Regions from separate parts of the Cricetulus griseus genome. Here region 2 is linked to region 1. Evidence: chromatin contacts called from public Hi-C data. All regions are on one chromosome and are shown on one strand. The core of a region is the stretch at or near the end of the contact, and the rest is flanking DNA. Distances in the headings are between cores, read along the strand shown.

Evidence for each region. A called contact is a pair of places that touch in the nucleus more often than the background predicts.
Region 2: a contact with region 1 is called in a Hi-C map of the CHL-YN cell line, with 8 times the contacts expected there. The contact joins two enhancer-like sites. A contact is called at or near these places in 7 of 8 Hi-C or Micro-C datasets (the CHK-Q cell line, the CHL-YN cell line, the CHO-K1 cell line and 3 more).

Annotation. Positions count from the first base shown.
Region 1 is chr2:332,655,273-332,661,188 of CriGri-PICRH-1.0, forward strand. Itga2 (integrin alpha-2) reads right to left here. Exons shown (of 30, transcript XM_035438786.1): 29 at 4,671-4,787; 30 at 3,884-4,165. The coding sequence ends at 4,085. Among named protein-coding and RNA genes, the nearest start is that of Mocs2, 15 kb to the left of the region's middle. Within about 2 kb of position 2,064, at least 1 of the 6 cell types and tissues checked has open chromatin away from gene starts, as enhancers often do.
Region 2 is chr2:332,783,928-332,789,310 of CriGri-PICRH-1.0, forward strand. It overlaps Itga1 (integrin alpha-1), which reads right to left. Exons shown (of 29, transcript XM_027401425.2): 27 at 4,851-4,943; 28 at 3,854-3,970; 29 at 1-172. The coding sequence ends at 128. Among named protein-coding and RNA genes, the nearest start is that of Itga2, 62 kb to the left of the region's middle. Within about 2 kb of position 2,459, at least 5 of the 6 cell types and tissues checked have open chromatin away from gene starts, as enhancers often do.

The DNA.
Region 1 (5,916 bases), core at 814-3,313:
ATTGAAATTTGTAACTTTGTAATAAAAATCCACATAGAGTAGCTTACTTTCAAAACAATTTTAATGATATTTAATGACAGAATATGAAAATAACAATTTACAATTAAATAAAGCTTTTCTGTCTGGTCCTTGTGCTTTGATATCAGAGAAGCTTTTATTTATGTCAATTACTGCAATTTGATTGTCTCTAAGAAATCAAATAAATTCACCAAGTTGGTGTACAACAAATACATTCATCTTATTTACTTTTGGTGGACAGAAAAATGACAAAACATACTTAATTCAAACCTGTACCATTACATCTTACCAAGATTACTCATCTAATCATCATGTGTGAAGTAAGATAATCTCCTCCTTTAAAAATAGACAATTCTAATATAGTTGTGCAATATATACATTTACATTTTGGCTTCAGTTGCCAAAGTCAAGTACAAACAGTACAATATGTATTTACACAATGACTACATCTTTATACTTTAAAATTCAAAGTGGTAAATATTTCACTCCCAAATTTGCCCCCATGTTTATCTTCTAACTCTAGATGTTTACTCTTCCATGTTAATGAAAATGAACATTCCTGGGTGTACATGAAGGACATAGTCCTAGGAGATTGTATACAGAATTGTTCTGTGTGAAAGGAGCTGGGAGCCCTACTGAGAGTCCCACCTTCTATTTAATGGAATCTTAATGAGATTGTCACATGTTAGGTTGCAGCGCTTTGTCAGGATAGACACAGTATGACATTATACTTTATAATTTAGAGTAATCACTGTGCACCTATCATAAAATGGCTTTCATTTTCTTTATTCTTCACAGTTAAAAGGCAAGTTTCACTGTTTTATAAAGTAACACTGCTAGCTAGAAAAATATCTGTTCAGTTAGGCATTCCTAGTTTGCTGTGAAGATGAGCAGTACATAATTTTAAGTGAATCCAGTATCTTTATTACACTATTTTACCTTGCTGCTGTTTATAGAATTGTGTGGTTACCAAGCAGGAAGCGACTCAGGTTTTTAAGATCACATTTTGTGATATACCATTTATGAAATGGAAATTTTAACCTGACATCTCTTGAGTCCTATACTTACTTTTAAATCAAAGGTATGATTGAATGGACTACATAACTTCCTTTCAAACACTGCCTACCCGCCAACCCCTCCCCCAATAATTTCTTGAGAACATTCATCTTTGCTTAAAATTTCTTGAAAAATACAGGAGTCCTTTAGTAAACACTGGGCATGGGACTCAATGGGGACATTTGTTATTGTCATGACTGTGGGGGAAGATGCAATCTGTCCCTGAGTTGGTAGAGGTAATGGATGCTGTGTCAAACCCTGTAAGGAACAAGACAGCCCCTCCCCTCATAGAACTACCTGCTCCAAAATTACAGTATTGCTAAGGTCACAGACCCTGGGCTAGTGTGACAAATGGTTTAGAGACTGTGTCAGGGTCTTAGTTGTAACCCAGCCTTACCCCTTAAAAACTGAAAGTCAAGGCTCATCAAAGGTCTCAAGCTCTGTGTGTATAGGAGTAGATAACCCCAGTTTACTGCCTGTAGGAGGAGAGGAAGGCAGTAAAATAAAGGAAAGGTGTGCCATGGGCACTGATAAAGCACACTAGAAAGCTAGTGTGTGTGTGTGTGTGTGTGTGTGTGTGTGTGTGTGTGTGTGTGTGTGTGTGTGTGTTAGGCTAACATAGCATGTGAAGTATTCTCTATGAACCTAATGACTGTTTTCTCCAGTCTAAAAGAAAATTTTGGTTAGAATGACCCACTGACTCTACACAGCTCTTAAAAGAACTGGTCTCTGGATCTACTAAGAGAGTATCAAGCTGTTTTTGCGGTGCCTCCCTGACATTTACGGCTAATACTTTTCCCCTTCCATTTGTCTGGCTTTATCAAGAATGAAGTAAGCCACTAACTGGTCCAATTAGCTCTGGACCGACACTCAGGAGCCTGGCCATCCATACACACACGGGCAAGCTGTTTTTCCTCTGACCTCTCTGGTTTCCATTCTCAGATGTTGTGCAGTAGGAAATCCTTATGGTAACTTCTAACACTGAGTCACTTCTGAGCCTCCCCCCCCCCACTTCCCCTTTCCTAAGGAGAACAATGAAGTTCCTAGCGGTTAAGGATTGGGCCAAAGCTTCATGCATATAGTGTGTGACAGAGTGGTTTCTACTGTTGTTCCTTGAACCCCTTTCTTCTGGCTCTCTTCTGGAGAATGTATAGGCTCAGAAATAAGCTGCAAAGGGTGGAGAAGGTACAACTCCCTGGAGTGCAGCCTCTTTACATCACCATGACTGGCTGCTTGTCAAAAGGAGGACCTTGGGCTTTCGACCAGCCTGACCTAGTGAGAGTTTAAAGACTTAATGCATAGTTTTGCCTGCCTGAGTCAAGCACAGATGGCACACCTACATTAGTGGTTTCAGCTGCTCCTCTAATCTACAAATCCCTGAGCTGTTCCAATTCCCTTATTTATAACTGCTACAGCTACACATCCAGGCTTGGTTTTCTTTCTTGTGTAGCAACAAATGAAAACAGTCCCCTAAAGCTAAGGAGTGTGGAGAGTAATCACAGGTGTGTGGACTAAACAGGGGTCTCTCTCATCCCAACACCTGGGGTGGTGTGTGGGTGGTGTGTTGGGATTCATGGTGTGGGAGATGGGGCTGGCAGATAAAGGAAAGTGATAACTGCTGGAGAGAAAGGCAGGCCCCTTCTGTCATTAAGGGCAGTAGGGAAGGGGAGACATGGGAAGCAGTTAGCAAAATAAATTGTTCATCTCTAGCAAATGCACTAGGTTCCTCCCAGCTAGCTAATCAACTGAAAGAGAACTCTTGCTATTCCTAGAAGGAGTGCCCCTCCCCCTTTCCTTTGGCAAGGGATGGTCCCAGCAGACAGTTATACTATAAATTTGTAACAGTATAGACAGTATAGGTTACTAGTAAATTTTCATGTTTTGGCTTTTGAACTGGCCCTTGCCCAGCATAATGTTTTCTTTAGTAGGTCGTATATTTATTTTCAAATATATATATATATATATATATATATATATATATATTCTGTATTTCTCTTGATAATTCAAGCATGTTTATAGTAAGATAGGACTCAGAAGAGGCAGTCAGGGCCTGAAAGAAAGCAGTAAGTTTTATTTTTTTAAGATCCTGCTAAGTGAGCACTCTATGATTAAGCTATGCCCCAGCATCATTTCACCTTTTGCTTTTAGACAGGATCTCCTTAAGTTGTTCAGGATAGCCTTGAATTCACTGTACAATTCAGGGAGACCGCGGCCTCAGACTCCTGTCTTAATTTCTCCGGTAGCTGAGATTACTGTCCTGCAATAGCAGAACCTTTTTTTTTTTTTTTTTTTTTTTTTTTTTTTTTTTTTTTTTAAAGAAACTAGTTTATAAATAAGATTGTCATTTAACAGTGTCCTCTATGGCAACCATGGATGAGCAGCATAAATTGAAAAAAACAATCTATGCTGGTTTTCTCTCTTTTTAACAAACATTAATATTTATTATAGTAATATAGTTATATATATGTGGAAGTACTCAGTATTATATATATTATCTACAATATAAGTTATGTCACAGTTTTATATATACATATATGTAATATGTACTTATATATGCTATATTGATAATATATAACATACATAATATGTGTTATGCATTATATACATATCAGGTACTTTCCACTTTTTCTGATACTGTTAATTAAATTAAAAAGAGCATTCCCCATGCACTTTACCACCCCCCCATATGAAAATGTTACAATTTTCTTGAAGGCTTGTCATGCATAAATACATCCCATCTTCCTGACACAATAAATGTTAGCATGTAAACACTGGACTAGCCAGTCTAGAGATTACTCTGTTTTCCTTTCTATATAATGTCTTTGGTCTTCCTAGCCCTAACCACCACCCACAATGTCTTCTTCCCCAACTGACCAGCAGTTACTCTAAAATTATCAGGCTAGTTTCCCTGTTAAATTATTTAAAGCTGGACTGTAAGAGAAATCCATTCACCACACAGTGAACCCTAGCAGGGATGTCGCCAGCCACCATGCCGTGGTGTCGCGGGGGTTTAGCTGTTGAGTTCTGTGGTCTCATCCGTCTCATCTGGATTTTGGATTATTTTTTTATATTGTCTTTTGAAGAAGCCAAGCTGTAAGGTGACAACATAGCCTGTTACCACCCTGTGACTACAGTTACCTTTGATCATTACCCAACAAGCATATCTATTCTCACGGCACTGTGCCCAGAAAAAGAATGACATTACCACCCATGACTTCCTCAGCATGTGCCTTTGACCTGCTTTGTTGCCCATTTATCTGCAGCCCATCTGACTGCCTGCAGGTTTAGAGGGACTGGTGCAGAGGCTGCTGGCTAATGTCTGAGCACCCATATGTTGAGGAACTTTATGTCCAGAGAGTTAAGTTTCATTGTACGAAATTGAGTATCTGTCATAGCTATTTGAAACTGAACAAAATGTTCAGGGTGCTGGGTGACAGGGAGGTTAAAACAAAAACCAAGTCCTTATTGGATTTTCAAAGACTTGAGTAAGAAAGTAAAAACATCCTTGTATTTCTTTTCTCAATGGCAAGACATTCCATGCCATGCAACACAGGGGCCTTTGGTAGTACCACATTTTAGCCATGAAGTTTGCTTACCTTCCACAAACCTGCAACCAGAGCCAGCAGCAAGAGGATCCCAGCAATTATGCTTCCTATTATAACCCCTGTTGGTACTTCTGCTTTCTCAGTGGGTTTCATTATCATAAGGGGAATCTGTAAATGCATACACATGCTCACACTGAATTATCTATGTAGCAGAAAAGTAATATGGCCTAACACAGTTCAATAACTTATACATATGATCTACAGTTCTAGAGGGGAGCTGTAACTTGTCATCATGGCATTCGTCCCTCAAGCATCATATGAAACATACTGCAGAGACAACTTGAGAACTTGTAATGCACAATCTTTCTACTTTATCTTCTTCAGCTCTATTGCTGTCTTATGGCTGTGCTGAGCTGAAGGCATCAAATGCTTTCATTGTTTAAAGTAGGGACTTCAGTTTCTGGTGCACTGTGTGTGTGTGTGTGTGTGTGTGTGTGTGTGTGTGTGTGTGTGTGTGTGTGTGTGTGATCAAATGAGATCAAAGCATCCGAGGCAAGGGGTTGCAAATATAGCCTCATCCAACCCTTCAGTCAATAACTCTGTATCAGTTTTTAAAATACTGATTTCGATCTTATTCATGTTTGATATAACACACTTGGAAAAGTAGAACGGATAGAATATTGCAGGGGTGAGGTTGACATTTTCAGTGATGACATTGTCCTTGGGCACATTTATGACTTTATGCCCATGTCCCACAATGATCTTTGTGGCAGTGGAGTAGAATGGCAACCCCATTCCAGTGACACTTTATACTCTTTTTCTTAGTTAAGAAGAGGAATCTCCACAAAATATTCTTAGAGTTACAGAGCAAAGGGGGACAAAAATTTATTTACTTGATACCATGTTAAACTGTAATGACAAAGGAGCTGTCGTTTTTGTTTGTTTGTTGCTTCTTGTTTTGTTTTGTGAGACAGGGTTTCTCCGTGTAACCTTGGCCATCCTGGAACTCATTCTGTAGACCCACCTGGCCCTGAATTTAGAATTCAAGAGATTGGCCTGTTTCTGCTTCTCTAGTGCTGGGATTAAGGGCATGCATCACTGCCACCACCTGGCAAGCTGCTTTTCATGGTGGGATAAATAGGAAGCCAGCTCTGTGACTATGTTTCTCCTCTTTTGTGTTGAAAAGCTAAATTGTTCTTTTATGAATGAACAATTTTATCAATGAAGTTACTGTGAATTTGTGCAGTTCACTGCTGTGTAGTAGTATGGTACCAAGGTCATATTCCAGAGCCCACCC
Region 2 (5,383 bases), core at 1,209-3,708, 130 kb after region 1:
GATTACATTATAGTTATGTGACCATGTCTTTGGTTATATTTCTGAATTTCTTCTCACATGATAGAGGCAAACCTGAGGATAGATCATTGAATAACTGTTACTGCTCTCTTTTCTCCTGTAAAATATTTCATTTCTCCATTTTCTTCTTTAGTGGCCTTTTGAAGAATCCAATCTGGAGAGAAAATGTGAATTATAACACAATTATTTATTTTAATGTAGGCAATAGATAATAATCTATTTAGATATAATCTAATTTAGTCATGTATTAGAAAATCTAAGCATGTAACTAATTAAGATAACTGATGCATGTTTTAGCTGACCAGTTAATACCGAGTGTGAAATAAGCCTGTGTGAAATAAGCAGAGTTCTGGGAAATGTGAGGCAAGAGAGCTACAGTGAATCAGCACTGTTTCTATTTTGTCATCACTTTTTAAGTGGCAGAAACTTTTCCATCAAAGCTTTTTTCACTTGGGGGGGGGGAGCTGCAGAGGTGACAGGAGTATATGCAGGGACTGGGAGGTGAGCAGAATTGGGGGACATTATGTGAAATTCCCAAAGATTCAATAAAGAAATTGGTTTTAAAGAGAAACCTGGCTCTTCCATGCTTTCCCACAGGCTCCTTTCCACGAAGACCCCCCTTTTCCCGCCCCTCTCCCAGCCTCCTTTGTTTTAAAATGTTTCTAAATGCCCATCTCAGAGACCAAACTTTGTGACCTCAACTTTTCCATGCAACAAATTCTGTAAGCATTAGTTTTATTAAGGGAAACTGGTTATTTAGACTAGAAATTAAGAGAATATAATTTGCAGTTCCTGCAAACTAAACTGTGACAATCTTGGCCAATGCTGGAAAAACAAAAAGTAAGTTTGTGACCTCTAGACTTTCTCTGGGGTTTTGCTTTTCTGTTTTGGTTTCTGTAATTAAATTATCTTCTTTAGAATTAACCTAGTTCAAAACCTGATGGCAAAAAGTAGTGTCAATGTATAATGGAGGGTAAGTGTTGAATAAAAAAATGAATACCAATAAAGAAAAGATTAAAAAGTGATGCATCGCTATCTCAGTTCTCCTGATCCACAGGCCCTGGATGCATGAAACATGGCCATACTGAGTCTGAGACTTTGTTTTGTTTTCCTACGTGTAACTTTGATGATAAAATTGACATGAATTAGTCACAGCAAGAAATTATTAATTATTAATAATGAAGAATAAAATAGAATAACATTGTGTTTTAAGTAAGGCAAATGTATTTCTTAAATTTCTCAAAGCATTTTATTATACTGCATTAAGTTTTGAAGTATAATTGACTAGATCCTGGGACTATTCAAAGAGAAACTGTGACTATGGGGGGGACCACCATTCCCCTTCAACAAATTACACTGAATGAGGAGCAAAGCTGTAGGACTAGTAAATCATCAGTGGTGGGGCTTTGGTATCAGTGCGAATAAAATTAGAAAACTAGAAAACGTGTCTTCTAGTTTCCCCGAATTTTTCTTCTGACTGTGGCATTCTGTTTTGCATGCTACTCTGAATTGAACCAGGGCCTTTTATTCTAGAACCATTGTACCAGGGACTTTTATTCTAAAACCAAGTATTTCATGTTTCAATGAATTCATGAACTTCTGCCCCATACTGTGCAGCAATGGAATCTATCTAAAAAAATACAGAGGCTTTGGAGATAAATTGTTAGTTGAATCCAACTGTTTACTAGTTGATAATCTTGGGAGAGTTACTCAGCTACCAACCTTACCTTTGTTTTAATGTTTACACGTGCAAAATGCAGTTACAATGCATGGTTACAAAAGTTGTTGTATGGACAACAGAATGAGATCAATGAATAAGTATTCAAAATCTTACCCAGAACATTAATGGCTGTGTAGCCCTGGAAAATATGTGGAACCTGTCTGTACAGTCATTCTCTCATTTACAGACCGAGGTTCATAACAGCCAGGATACTTGAAGGAAGAAGGGTGCTCAACAGAGTTTTTGGCTCACAGTTAGCACCTACTAAGAGGTAGCTCCTCCTGTCTACCTTGGAATCCCAGATCTGATTGGGAAGCCCTTCACAGAGGTATTTGAATTAACTAAACACACTCATTTCGACAGCCCAAAGTTGGTTAACTGACCTTTTGTGGGTGGTAAAAGACGATCTTAGAAGCTATAAGCACACATCACCACAACATTTACTGGAAAAAATGTTTTTACACTTAGGATTTTTTTCAGACCAAGGATGTAAAAACAGGTGGAGGAAAATTCCCTTTTGTTTGTTTGCTTTAAACAGAGGTATGAAGTCAGAGAGAACCCATCCAATATCAGCCCTGGCTTTCCTCTTCTCTTTCCTAAATTCCCTATGAGCATTCCAACTAGTGGAGCTCACACTGCAAGGCCACAGGAGGAGGCATCATCAGGCACAGAATGTATCAGAGGTGCTTTCAAGTGGGAAACCACAGCCTGTGAGGCAACACAAGCCATAAAGCAGGCCTTGGGCACCACGCTGTGGCAAAGCTAGGTATTGCAGAGAGAACTGATGTCCTGGAAGTTCAGAGGAAGAAAAGGATACTTGTGACTTGTGTCTTGGGACTTTGCTGGGGAAGGACCATAGATTCTATTTATGCTACTTGTTCATATTCTCCTTTGGGGAAAGCTCCCAAAGAGGAAGGTTGCCATCACAGAAGCCAGGTAGGGTAACTCAGCAGGAGAGAAACTTGCTATATAAACTATTTAGTTAAATCTGTCGTTCATATATTAGAAACATGAATATGTAGTCACATTTCCATTTTTGCATAATTTTATTTAACAAAGCAGTAGGTGAAATATAGGAACATGTTAATGCCAGACAGAATTCAAATTCCACTTTTAATTGAAAAAATCATTGAATTCAACTTTTCTATGGAATTTTGTTTTCTGGTAAATTCACCTAAAAGCTATCACCATAGCTTGCTTGAAAATGGATTGTTCTTAAATTTCTCGCCTTAAACCATCTCACTAAATATATCGATTAACTTGAGAGGAAACAGATTGCCACTTGGTTTTCTGAAGGGATTTGATATGGGGGTCTTTGAACTTTGTTCTTTATTATACCAGCCAACTATTAATTTACTTGTTCCTTATACAGCCACACAATTATTGAAGAAAGTGTGTTTTTTCTGTTTATTCATCAAAGAAGCATGTTTTTGAGACAGGGTTTCTATGTGTAGCTTTGGAGCCTATCCTGGCACTCACTCTGTATACCAGGCTGGCCTTGAACTCACAGAGTTCCACCTGCCTCTGCCTCCGGAGTGCTGGGATCAAAGAAGCATTTTATCTCTAAGATGCAGACTGGTGTGGCTAAAACACATGACACTATTCCTTGTATGTCCTTAATCAACATAGGAATTCAGTTTTTTTCCCAGTTTTTTTTTTTTTTGAGACAGGCTTTCCTCTGTGGTTGTCCTGGAACTCCTCTGTAGACCAGGCTGGCCTTGAACTCATGGAGATCTGCCTGCCTCTGCCTGCTGAGCGCTGGGGTTAAAGGCCTGTGTCATCACAGCCCGGCTATTTTTCTTACTTTTAAAAGCAATAACTATCCTTACTAAAATTTTAGCTTATTGTTCAATAGTCCTCAATAATCCCTACCTGTAAAGAGGTTTCCCAGGAGTTTTATAGATGTTTGTACCCCACTTAGGGCATACATTTTCCTTTTCAAAAATGAGATGTATAAAACTCAATGTGTGAAATTTTGCTTTTAAAAAATTCTTACTTAGCATATAAATGTTTATATGCTAGTATATTCCAAAGCATTGGTAACCCATAATTTATTTTGACATCCCCCACCCCCGCCTCGCTGGAACAAAAAGTGACAGTGACGGTGGTGCTTACCTTCCAAAGTGCTAATATAAGCAGCATCAAGAGCAGTAGACCAGCGAAGGCACTCAGGAGGATGACCCACAGTGGCACTCTGCCTGGGACTCCATCTTTGGAGATTTGAATAGCCAGCTGAAAATGATTATTAAACCAGGTTGGTAACACTGATAAACAACCATAGAACTCCTGGAACACAGAGTTCTTACAGGCTATATTTTCTACCAAACAATGTAATTAATCTCATGACTGTATACAAAAAGAAAAACACCCATTGGGTTTACATTTGGAAATGCCTTTCAGTTACTCTAAATGTCCAATAATATCAAATTTATTATCACCAAAAGAGAAGCCCTTCAAAACAGAATTATACAACTTATATAGTATGGCTCACCCAGATGGGATATGTAATTTTTTCCAGGACAAGATGAGAAAAGCATGCCTTTGTCTAAAACAAGTCCTTTGGCTTTAAAAAGTCAAGAGTAAAATACTTGTATTTTTACCAAGGACTCAGCTTGAAAGGCCTCACTTTTTTTTGGGGGGGGGAGGATTTTCAAATGGCTAAGTGAAAGAGTTTCAAAACCTTATATATATATACACATACATACATAAAAGCATATGCACATAGGTACATACATGTATAATACACACATTTATATATATACATATGCAAGCATTTTCTGTAAGTAGATTGAAGGCCACCTGCATTATATACTGTTAGATCTTAAAGAGGAAACTCACAAGCATCCCCTTTGTCACTAAAGTGAAAGTAGAAACATCAAGTTACTGTCATGGAGAAAAGCAATAAAGGTAAACTCGGCTGGTGACATGAGTTGTCAACATCATGCTTTTCCTAGCTTCTGAGGAGAAGAACAAGCCTGAAATCCCACCAGAAGCCAATAAGAAGGAAGTCCAAGAGTGTCTGACAAGAGCATCAAATCGGTCACAGCTTCCATCCCTGGGTACTGACAGAGAACGCCACAGGCAAGCTTGGTTTGAAACGCAGCCCGCTTACCTCTCGTTTCCGATTGCTGCTACTTAACGTCAGCATTGTGTTTTCACTTTGAAGTTCTCCCCTTATAGTAAGATTGAAGCTGGAAAATTGAGTCTGAAAGGCAGGTAGGACCCGTTATTAATGTACCGTGCTAATCAAGATGAGAGATGGTCATGTGTGAGCAGTACAATTATTACACCTGCTGCAGTAACCCATGCAAGATCCGGCAAGATCGGGGCAGCTAAAGAACTGGTATGGACTGGGAAAGGAGCTCCTGAGGTCCCATCTCGACCAGAGGAACTGTTGATGGTTGCTGGGGGAGGAAAAGTCACTTTTCTTTTTTAAAAAATATATATTTTAAAATAAAAATATACTTACATCACTCACTTCTCACTTCCTCCCCTCCAGTATCTCCAACAAAACCCCTATTCGCTTTCAAGTCATTATCTCTATTCTTTAATTACTAATGTTACATATAAGTAAATACAAACACAGTCTGTTGAATCTATTTAGCATGGCTGCGAGTGTGGCCGCTGGAGGGTTCCCCATGTCCC